3 separate regions of the Mus musculus genome follow, and regions 1 and 2 are each linked to region 3. Evidence: chromatin contacts called from public Hi-C data. All regions are on one chromosome and are shown on one strand. Each heading gives the region's core, a stretch centred on a gene start, on an enhancer-like site or on the middle of the called end of the contact. The rest is flanking DNA. Distances are from core to core; before and after follow the strand shown.

Region 1 (3,913 bases), core at 198-2,697, 580 kb before region 3:
TTCTGTGTTTCATTCAGTTGACTAAAGGCCAAACCTTTACTGAGTCTTACAGCACATGCTCAGTCCTTTGCCTTTTGTTGTAAAGACTTACATTTACTTGGACATCCCCCCCCCTTTTCTTTTTTATTTCTATGTTCTGGAATTTGTTTTCCCACCCTTTTCTAAGACCAAACTAGTTTGTATGAGCTTTTTTTTGTTTTTGTTTTTTTGTTTTTTTGTTTTGTTTTGTTTTGTTTTTTTTCAAGTCAGGGTTTCTCTGTGTAACCCTGGCTGTCCTGGAACTCACTCTGTAGACCAGGCTGGCCTCGAACTCAGAAATCTGCCTGTCTCTGCCTCCCAAGTGCTGGGATTGCATTTTTAAAACTCTTATATATCCTAGCACTTTTTCAAATTCCTATAGATACTGTTGTAGTGATTTTGAAATGTGGATTGCTTTCTATTTCACACCATATTTGTGTGTGTTTCACTGGAATCCCTGGAGCAAAATACATTGTATTGACTTAAGAAATTGTAAGAAATAGGGACAGGGAACAAACGGGGAGAAACTGAGAGAGAAAGAGAGGGAGAGAGAGGGAGAGAGAGAGAGAGAGAGAGAGAGAGAGAGAGAGAGAGAGAGAGAGAGAGAGATATTCTGAGTAGTTAGTTCTCCATAAGAGGCAATTCCATCCTTTTTGGTTGCTCTCTGGACTATGAACTGTTCAACATGAATTATTGATGACCTGACTAGAGGATGGTAGGAAATAGGGTAGGGAGAGGGCATTGGCTTGTCAGAATTGCTTAGTGGAGATCAGGCTCACAGGTCTAGAATAAGAAACAGACTTTAGAGGGAAATGGATGTGATATTCCCAATAGTGACGCAGAGTTGACACTGCTGATTTCATGATGAACACATCTGCTCTCCTGTGGTGTAGTGACTCAGCACTCTGCCAGGTTCTCTTGGGCACTAGTGGTTCATTTCTAGAAGGTAAGGTTTAAGCAGATCCCATTTGAATATAAAGTAATATGACTGTTTTGTCAGTCTGACATGGTGCAATGCAGGGCCTATAATAACATGTGTATTACTTAGATGTTTTGATATCAAAGCAGGCTTACATGGCATATCACACTGGGCCCCCATTTTGCTGAGAAAACTTCATGCTTACTCTTCTTGTCTCATTAATTTCCTTCTGCCTTGACCCCTTTGGCTGGATGCTGAAAGGACTTCTTTAGCCTGTGGGGCTAATTTTTAAATTGAATTATCTTTGATTTCTAAAACTTTAATTTTATATTTACTTATACCTGTGGGTGCCTCTGCCTCTCTGTCTGTATGTCTGTCTCTGTCTCTGTCTCTGTCTCTGTCTCTGTCTCTGTCTCTGTCTCTGTCTCTCTCTCTCTCTCTCTGTGTGTGTGTGTGTGTGTGTGTATACAAAAGAAGGTCACATGAGGGCATCAGATCCCCAGGAGTTGGAGTTAAAGGTAACTATGAACTGCCTAGTATGTGGTTTAAACCAAATAATGGCCCTTAGAAAGCAGGAAGCATTCTTAGCTGCTGAGTCATCTCTCCAGGCTCCTAATCAAAAAAAAAAAAAAATCTTGTTTTATTGGTGATGACTAATTTATTTTTATTATCTAGTATATAAGAGGAATTTATTAAGTGTGTGCTTACGTGTATTGCAAGTGTGCACACAAGTGTCATGCAGGTGTGTAAATACCCTTTTTCTTCATTAAATTTTAGGCTTTAAGAAGAGTGTTGCCTCTTTTGAGAACATAATTTTTTTCTTTTTTTTTCCATTTTTTATTAGGTATTTAGCTCATTTACATTTCCAATGCTATACCAAAAGTCCCCCATATCCACCCACCCCCACTCCCCTGCCCACCCACTCCCCCTTTTTGGCCCTGGTGTTCCCCTGTACTGGGGCATATAAAGTTTGCAAGTCCAATGGGCCTCTATTTCCAGTGATGGCCGACTAGGCCATCTTTTGATATATATGCAGCTAGAGTCAAGAGCTCCGGGGTACTGGTTAGTTCATAATGTTGTTCCACCTATAGGGTTGCAGATCCCTTTAGCTCCTTGGGTACTTTCTCTAGCTCCTCCATTGGGAGCCCTATGATCCATCCATTAGCTGACTGTGAGCATCCACTTCTGTGTTTGCTAGGCCCCGGCATAGTCTCACAAGAGACAGCTACATCTAGGTCCTTTCAATAAAATCTTGCTAGTGTATGCAATGGTGTCAGCGTTTGGATGCTGATTATGGGGTGGGTCCCTGGATATGGCAGTCTCTACATGGTCCATCCTTTCATCTCAGCTCCAAACTTTGTCTCTGTAACTCCTTCCATGGGTGTTTTGTTCCCAAATCTAAGGAGGGGCATAGTGTCCACACTTCAGTCTTCATTCTTCTTGAGTTTCATGTGTTTAGCAAATTATATCTTATATCTTGGGTATCCTAGGTTTGGGGCTAATATCCACTTATCAGTGAGTACATATTGTGTGAGTTTCTTTGTGAATGTGTTACCTCACTCAGGATGATGCCCTCCAGGTCTATCCATTTGGCTAGGAATTTCATAAATTCATTCTTTTTAATAGCTGAGTAATACTCCATTGTGTAGATGTACCACATTTTCTGTATCCATTCCTCTGTTGAGGGGCATCTAGGATCTTTCCAGCTTCTGGCTATTATAAATAAGGCTGCTATGAACATAGTGGAGCATGTGTCCTTCTTACCAGTTGGGGCATCTTCTGGATATATGCCCAGGAGAGGTATTGCTGGATCCTCCGATAGTACTATGTCCAATTTTCTGAGGAACCGCCAGACTGATTTCCAGAGTGGTTGTACAAGCCTGCACTCCCACCAACAATGGAGGAGTGTTCCTCTTTCTCCACATCCTCGCCAGCATCTGCTGTCACCTGAATTTTTGATCTTAGCCATTCTGACTGGTGTGAGGTGGAATCTCAGGGTTGTTTTGATTTGCATTTCCCTGATGATTAAGGATGTTAAACATTTTTTCAGGTGCTTCTCTGCCATTCGGTATTCCTCAGGTGAGAATTCTTTGTTCAGTTCTGAGCCCCATTTTTTAATGGGGTTATTTGATTTTCTGAAGTCCACCTTCTTGAGTTCTTTATATATGTTGGATATTAGTCCCCTATCTGATTTAGGATAGGTAAAGATCCTTTCCCAATCTGTTGGTGGTCTTTTTGTCTTATTGACAGTGTCTTTTGCCTTGCAGAAACTTTGGAGTTTCATTAGGTCCCATTTGTCAATTCTCGATCTTACAGCACAAGCCATTGCTGTTCTGTTCAGGAATTTTTCCCCTGTGCCCATATCTTCAAGGCTTTTCCCCACTTTCTCCTCTATAAGTTTCAGTGTCTCTGGTTTTATGTGAAGTTCCTTGATCCACTTAGATTTGACCTTAGTACAAGGAGATAAGTATGGATCGATTCGCATTCTTTTACATGATAACAACCAGTTGTGCCAGCACCAATTGTTGAAAATGCTGTCTTTCTTCCACTGGATGGTTTTAGCTCCCTTGTCGAAGATCAAGTGACCATAGGTGTGTGGGTTCATTTCTGGGTCTTCAATTCTATTCCATTGGTCTACTTGTCTGTCTCTATACCAGTACCATGCAGTTTTTATCACAATTGCTCTGTAGTAAAGCTTTAGGTCTGGCATGGTGATTCCGCTAGAAGTTCTTTTATCCTTGAGAAGACTTTTTGCTATCCTAGGTTTTTTGTTATTCCAGACGAATTTGCAAATTGCTCCTTCCAATTTGTTGAAGAATTGAGTTGGAATTTTGATGGGGATTGCATTGAATCTCTAGATTGCTTTTGGCAAGATAGCCATTTTTACAATGTTGATCCTGCCAATCCATGAGCATGGGAGATCTTTCCATCTTCTGAGATCTTCCTTAATTTCTTTCTTCAGAGATTTGAAGTTTT
Region 2 (3,651 bases), core at 252-2,751, 520 kb before region 3:
ATGTGTGACATACTGTTCTTCCCAGTTTTCCAGAAAATTGTACCTTAGTCATGAACCTTAGAATTCCCATCAAATCCATAGTCTTTTTGGTGTCAGTGGAGGCGTTGGTGATGTGTGCTCACAGCTGTCTAAAGCTCGGGCTAACTCTTCAGGGGCAGCACGCAGTCAAAGTTTTCTGCTGGCTTTGTAGCCCTTTGCTCTGAGCTGGCTCTTTAGCCAGCTGACCCAGGACTTTCTTTATTGTATGCGGCTATCACTCACTGTCAAGACTAGAGAAATTATATCAAATCCAGGCCCTGATAGAGAAATTGCACTCTTGAGTGTTCTCCTTTATGCAACTTGATGGACACCAAATAAAACAACACAGTTGTGAGAATCTAATCCACTGTGTGATTGATTGGTTACCCATGTCCCCATTAGCTGCAATGATTTCTTCTATTCCTTTTAAGGTTGCACTTTGATTTCTTAATAAAATTTACTGCCCTGAACACTTCACTTCGTTGCAATTAAGAGCACAAATGAGCATGAACTTCACTGTGGGACTCTGTAACTCCAGCTCTTCCATTGTGTTTAATCTACAAAGCAGACACATTTACTGCAAGCATTTATGTCTTCAGGGTTACTGTAGCACAGGCTAGATTTTCTGAGTCCTTTAAGACTGCTATAAGGAGATGGGTTGGATTGAAAGCCTCATATGAGCATGCCGTTCTTACTCGCCCACTGGCTTTCTAAGGAAGGGGCACACATTGACAAATGCTGGCATGTCACTTTGTTTGTGAAGTTACAACAAAAAGGATTATTTGTGAAAGTACATTTCATCCTCCATAGTGTGTGACTATGCCTTTATGTTTTCCAACTTATTGAGGTATAATTAACAAATGAAATGATATAAATTAAGGTGTTCACCATGGTTTGGCAATGTATGCTTTCTGACATTTATTATTCACGCTTACTGTAAGCATTTCTGTCTTCAGAATTACTTTTTCCAAATCATCTTATTTCTGGCAAATTGAGTTACAGGTACATCTATTTCCTCACATAATTTTCTCTATGTCTGTATGTCTGTCTGTCTATATGTCTGTCTGCCTCCCTCGAGCGTGCTATCTCTCACTCTCTCTCTGCATTTGTGTGTGCCATCTGTGTCTCTCTCTGTGTGTTTGTGTGTGTGTATAGATGACTGTCTATCTGTCTGTGTGTCTGCCTGTGACTGTCTCTGTGTGTGTGTCTGTCTCTCACTCTGTGCATTTGTGTGTGTGACTGTCTTCTGTCTCTGTATGTCTCTCTTTCTGTGTATATGTGTATGTCTGTCTGCCTGTGTGTGTGTGTGTGTGTGTGTGTGTGTGTATGTAAACATGTAAGATATAAGCACCAAGTGAATTTTGAGTATAGAGCAGTCAGGTATGATTCCACAGTTTGTTGATCTGCATGGCTCTAGCCTCCCACACTCTGGGCCAACATACATCCCTATCCTGTCACCTCAGACCCTGCCAACTGCCATTACCCTCCCACTCTTGTAATTTTCCCACGTCTCCTGTCAAAGCTCTGAACAAGAAGTGCTTCCTGTCCCTTGTGAAGAACCAGGGAAAATGTTGAAACTCTGGGAGTGAATTTGTGGGCCAGGTTCAGTGATGAGGAGGCTTGAAGCCCTTAGGGGAGGGACTCTTAGGGGAATATAAGTTTCAATACTGCTTTTAAAACTGATCACTTTGTGTTTTTATTGTTAAAATAACTTTAATTCACCAAAACCACGTTTTGATAAACACTCATTCTAAGATTATTGGAATCCATTTCTTTTTTTTTAATGTTAAATTCACAAGCTGTACTTCTATGTCATAATTATTTAGCAGACACATAAAATGTGTATCTGGTCATTCTTAACTGGCCCATTTATACACGAGCCACATAAAATTTGCATTCTTATACCAGTGACTCATTTATTAGTAGTCATAAATACACCGGGCTGCCAGCCAAATGCACTTCAGTGTCTTGTAACCTGAGAATGGTCAGGAGGGATGCGAAATGGAGTTTGTATATGCTTTAAATAACAATTTTTAAACACTCTCTTTCAAAGGGGGTTGGAAGTGAGTCAATTTTTTTAAACAAAGGAAAGAGGAAATTTTTGAGTGATGTATTAATAGATTCAGAAAGAATGTCTTTCTTTAAAAGTTTATTCTTGCTGTTGAGTTTAGGGAGAGAGAAAGGAAAGTGGGCGTCAGGATTGTTCTTTTTCATTATTTTAAAAAAAACTACTTATAATAATACCATGAATATTTCTAATGGGTTTTCCATCCAAAAGAACTGCGTTTCCCTGAGAGCAGCAGAGGTTTGCCCATGGGTCAGAAAGGCAAAGGGGAACCTCAAGCATTGGGCAGAAGGTTAGACCGAGGTAATAAACAGTTTTGTGAATGTTGAAGAGAATTAATAACACCTTATTTTGTGGCTTATTGAGGAGATGTGTGATTGACACTGTTTAGAACTCCTCAGTGGCTCTAACAGAAGCCACATGTGAGGGAGGACACAGGGCACAGCCCTCCTTACTAGGGAACTGATGCTTTGCAGGCCTTTGATGTGTTTCTTTTTAAACTCAGAAGTTATAGTCTAATGAGTTGCTCTAAAGTAAATGAGAAAGGATTCAACAAAAGACCAAAATAACACAAAACAAACAAGAACTAAGTCTAGAGAATACTTTTAAACAACAAAACCCTTTCAACTCTTTAGAAACTCTTCTTTGTTTTTTGAACAATTTTTGGATAAAGCCACACATCCACAATATTACCTTTAAAGATGATGGATAGTTGTGACATTAGATGTATGTGTGATTCTTAAATGAATTTCTTACTCCTTGATTCAGAAAAATGTGGGAAGTTGTTGTCCTTAGGTCAGCTTTTGTAACTGTCAAGCAAGACATAATTGGCCCAACCCCATCCTTTGTAGGTCTATGCCTAATGTTCTGTCCACCGGACCTAGGCACTAACACTTTGTGTTGTTAAATAATAGAAGGAATGAAGAAAGATAACCTCTGTATGCTATAGGGATCCAAAATAATTGTGAGATTTTGTTGTAGAAATCAGAGTCTGAACTTGAGAGATTCACATACGCAGGGGGTGTGGCCACCACATGTGTAACTTACAATTAATATTTGCATTCTATTTACAGATTTAACCGAGTCTCTCTTGTTTAAGTAGTGTGCAAAATAGTAAGTATACAACTTTTATATAAATAAACTTTGATTAAAATAAACATGGCTAAGAACATCTTCACGGAGGCAGTAGGATATGGAACTTGAGGAGGAAAATGGCTGTGTAAGGCCAGTCTTGCATCCTCTGGCCATGCCTTTCCCAATATTAGCCCCTTCTCTCCTGTACACACCTTTGAGCTAAATATAAGCCATGTGAACTTGAGGGTTATAATTTGAAGGGCAATCCCAAGACCATAACCCTCCAAACATCTTAGCTCTTGGAGAAATGGATTATAATCCATGGCCCCTCAAAGACAATGTACAGAGATCTGAAAAGTTTGTCTAATGGTCCCACGAGGTCCAAGAAAAGGCAGAGATATCAGGTCTATGGCTAGTAGATACTTAGTCCAAAAGCCCAGGTGTTAGAGCTGGGGTATCTCCCAGATAAATTGATAAATTCTCCTAGCTCATCA
Region 3 (3,798 bases), core at 64-2,563:
AAATCACATGTTATTTGAATTCAAATCACCTCTTGGTCTTCCCCACCATACAGGTGCCTACCTGGTGGGCTGGAATAAAGTATGGCCCCTTCTTTGTAGTGACCCCTGCTGGCTAACCAGAAGCCAACTTTAGTTCAAAAGTAATGGTTGTAATGAAGGGGAAAGGTTATCTACCTGGCTTTTACAGGCTGCCCAGGGTTCTTTTGTTCAGCTCAATACTGACACCATCTGGCCATGAGAGGTAATTCTTGCCTCTGGGCCTGAGCAAGTGGACATCAAATGAGCTTACTAAGGGGGCATCTTCAAGTGTCACTGCTTAAAGCAATTGCATTTACTCAATTTAGTGTACAACTGAGTCACCAAATAAAGCCACTTTACAGGAGGAATAGGAGACAAGGAAAGATAGCCAGCAGTCTCTGAGCCTGTCTGATCACTAAACACTGAATACTTTCTCCTGCTATCCAGACCGCCAGGACCTTGAGGAACCAACAAAAGTAGACAAGCTCCAAGAACCACTGCTGGAAGCACTAAAGATTTACATTAGAAAACGACGACCCAGCAAGCCTCACATGTTTCCAAAGATCTTAATGAAAATCACAGATCTCCGCAGCATCAGCGCGAAAGGTATGTCTTCAAAGGTGGAAAGCAGAACAGAGCTTGGCCAACTTTTGCTTTTTAAAGCCCATATTTTAATATCAGGAGTCCCATTATTGCTTAAGTTGGGATGTCTATCTCATAGAAATCAAAAGGAATTAGCCTTGTCTGAGCACTCATGTGTGTGTAGTTAAGAGCACCTCAGGTTTCCTAAGGAAGACATTTTGATGGTGTCTCTGGTGGGAGATAGTAAAAGCAGAAAGCAGATACCACTACCCAGTGATATTAAGAGATAATTGTTTTAGAATGGATGGCTGGGTAGAAGAGCAACTCTTCAGAGATGATGTGTTTTTTAAGACTGTTATTATTGCTGGGGCTCATATGCATGCCCTTGGAGGTTAAAGGACAATTACATGGAGTCACTTCTCTCCCTCAATCTCTGTGACCTTTCTAGGGCACCAACTCAGTCAAGCAACTTTCAGAGCAAGCTCTGAGCCCTCACCCCCGCTCCCTTTTTCCAGGTTTTATTTTTGATTCCGTACATTTCATTCCAGCTTTTCAAATAACTTAGGCTTCTATACACTCAGCCTATTTTTCCATGGCACCCTAACAACCCTAGGCAAATGAAGGTCACTGTGGCTGCAGCTCTGGTGTAGGCACTTCTTCTGAGTACAGGAATTCTTGCCTGGCTGAGAGATATAAATACTCTTGCCTCATGATTCTCAGTCTATGTGGCAACTCAGGCAATTACAGAAATGCCTAGAGGCATCTCATAGCTGAGTGCAGAGGACTTTTCTATCGAGATGACTCAGCCAGCCACGCTATTACATATCATGTTCCCTCCCATTAGCAGATTCTACACCTCAGGATCTTGGCAAGCCAAGACACAAAAGTGCTTAAATGCACAATGAACTTGCTTGACAAGAAACCTCAGTTCTTGTTTTTTAGTTTTTTTGTGGGTTGGTTTTGTTTTTCTTTTTTTATTCATTTGGTAGTTTGGTTTGAGGGAGCCGAGGGGAACATTCTAAGTTCATTTCCACCACAGGATTAAGAGAAGCAAAAAGACACTAGTACTTGAATGGATGTAATTGAATGAAGTGGGGAGAGAGAGAGAGGAGAGGGAGAGGAGGAGGGAGGGAGGGAGGGAGAGAGAGGGAGAGAGAGGGAGAGAGAGGGAGAGGGAGGGAGAGAGAGGGAGAGAGGGAGAGAGAGAGAGAGAAAGTGTGTTCCTATCACCCTATATATATCCACGCCAGTGACCTGAGGACTAGCAGCCACATACAGAAATGTCCCAAGCCCCATACTAGCAGTAAGTCCAGCAACGCTAGCCACATGGTTCTGAGGTAGTTTTGTTATTGACATATTTCCACCTAACCAGCTGCATGTTGGGGGTGTGTGAGGTGTGGTGGCATGAAACCACCTGGTGCTGGACTGGGTTGCAGAAAACCATCACATACTGTGACTCAAGTCAATCTTTCCATTGTGGAAACTGCCCATCCTTTCACCTTTATTTTCCTGATCTTTCATCAGTGACTTCTCTTTGTAAATTTTATATTCCGAATTTGATTGAAGCACTGCAACTATCAAATATGCACATCACACATCTCCACTTCTTTTTCTTAAAGACTGAGAACCTCTAGTGTGCCCTATTAGTACTTATTCTGTTTTCAAAGGCAGTGGTGGATCAGCCTGTGCCTGAGAACCAATCTAACTGGGATCTCGAAGCACACTTGACATTCTGGTGGCTGACATTCCCACAGTAAACACCTTATAGTTTTTTCTTCCAATAAGTTGGTTCTTCTCAACAAAGACACATGTGACTTGATACATGTATTACACAACTTTTACACACCTGAAGGTGAATGTTGGTTTCTTAGTATCTAGCTGAGCCCTTATCTGACAGGTGTTCTATTATCTCTTGAAAAAGGTGCCGAACGTGTAATTACCTTGAAAATGGAAATTCCTGGATCAATGCCACCTCTCATTCAGGAAATGCTGGAGAATTCTGAAGGACATGAACCCTTGACCCCAAGTTCAAGTGGGAATATAGCAGAGCACAGTCCCAGCGTGTCCCCCAGCTCAGTGGAGAACAGTGGAGTCAGTCAGTCACCACTGCTGCAGTGAGACATTTCCAGCTGTTGCAGACATTCCCCAGGACCTTCAGTTCCAGATTGAAAATGCAAGGAAAACATTTTTACTGCTGCTTAGTTTTTGAACTGAAATATGTTAAACTCAAAAAGGACCAAGAAGTTTTCATATGTATCAATATATATTCCTTACTGTATAACTTCCCTAGAAATACAAACTTTTCAAATTCTGAAAATCAGCCATTTCATGCCACCAGAATCTAGTTTAAAGCTTCTACTTTCCTCTCTGAATAGTCAAGATGCATGGCAAAGACCCAGTTGAGATGATTTAGCCCTGGTTAAGTTTCTGAAGACTTTGTACATATAGAAGTACGGCTCTGTTCTTTCTATACTGTATGTTGGTGCTTTCTTTTGTCTTGCATACTCAATAACCAAGACACCGAGGTTGTGGAGTAAACCACTGTACATCCACTGTACGTCCTGCTTTCATGAATAACCAGGCCTCACGGTAAGGAACCAGGGCCTCTGTACAGTACAAGATGACACTAAAGACACTCTGGTTTAAGTAGTGTGGAAGCTTCTCCTTGCTTTTTGATGCTCTCAAGCTTCATTCTTTCCCTTATGTTGCCCAGATAGAGTACACCACTTCACTGCACTAGCAGAATTCTGTATCACTGAAACTGCCAGTTCAGTTAATCCAACATCATTGTTCAATTGTTAATGATGTCACTTTAAATTAAAAGTGGTTTGTTCCTTAATGACACAACTACCGAATGAAAAAAAAAATGAAGCATTTTTACAGTCATGATAGCCTCCAAGGCAAAAACACTGTCCAGTGTTAATAAGTTTGTTTACCTGTTCACAAGCCATTGGAGAAATATCACAGGATAATCAGCAAGTTAGTCTGCCGTCTGGACTCTAGTAGCCCAGTGTCCTTGCTGACTCAGGCCTGATCCTGGGATTTCCCCCAGTCTTGATGCTTGAAGGTATGGGCAAGTGGCCTCCTCTGGCCTTGTTCAATCACCATGATGCAGACTGACAGCTCTGGGAGAATGAGTGGTTGACAGACTCAAGTGTCGGCTTCTGAGTTCTCATGTAAGCACTAGTGGAATTTTTG

Evidence for each region. Hi-C and Micro-C count contacts between places; a contact is called where the count stands out from the background.
Region 1: a Hi-C map of adipose-derived mesenchymal stem cells shows a contact between it and region 3, with 6 times the contacts expected there. The contact joins two enhancer-like sites. A contact is called at or near these places in 12 of 484 Hi-C or Micro-C datasets (the AML12 cell line, adipose-derived mesenchymal stem cells, embryonic fibroblasts and 6 more), 1 of 115 datasets of contacts at active chromatin or transcription factors (embryonic stem cells) and 1 of 9 other capture datasets (embryonic stem cells).
Region 2: a Hi-C map of myocytes shows a contact between it and region 3, with 1.9 times the contacts expected there. The contact joins two enhancer-like sites. A contact is called at or near these places in 8 of 484 Hi-C or Micro-C datasets (the HL-1 cell line, adipose-derived mesenchymal stem cells, myocytes and 3 more), 4 of 115 datasets of contacts at active chromatin or transcription factors (embryonic stem cells and vascular smooth muscle cells) and 1 of 9 other capture datasets (embryonic stem cells).

Annotation. Positions count from the first base shown.
Region 1 is chr14:17,009,980-17,013,892 of GRCm38.p6, reverse strand. It overlaps a transcript of Rarb not described here. Among named protein-coding and RNA genes, the nearest start is that of Gm32121, 400 kb to the left of the region's middle. Within about 2 kb of position 1,447, at least 14 of the 459 cell types and tissues checked have an H3K27ac peak or open chromatin away from gene starts, as enhancers often do. A contact at or near this core is called in adipose-derived mesenchymal stem cells, where this site is marked.
Region 2 is chr14:16,956,316-16,959,966 of GRCm38.p6, reverse strand. It overlaps a transcript of Rarb not described here. Among named protein-coding and RNA genes, the nearest start is that of Rarb, 380 kb to the right of the region's middle. Within about 2 kb of position 1,501, at least 50 of the 459 cell types and tissues checked have an H3K27ac peak or open chromatin away from gene starts, as enhancers often do. A contact at or near this core is called in adipose-derived mesenchymal stem cells and myocytes, where this site is marked.
Region 3 is chr14:16,430,991-16,434,788 of GRCm38.p6, reverse strand. It overlaps Rarb (retinoic acid receptor, beta), which reads left to right. Exons shown (of 8, transcript NM_011243.2): 7 at 466-624; 8 at 2,522-3,798. The coding sequence ends at 2,718. Among named protein-coding and RNA genes, the nearest start is that of Top2b, 68 kb to the right of the region's middle. Within about 2 kb of position 1,313, at least 63 of the 459 cell types and tissues checked have an H3K27ac peak or open chromatin away from gene starts, as enhancers often do. A contact at or near this core is called in adipose-derived mesenchymal stem cells and myocytes, where this site is marked.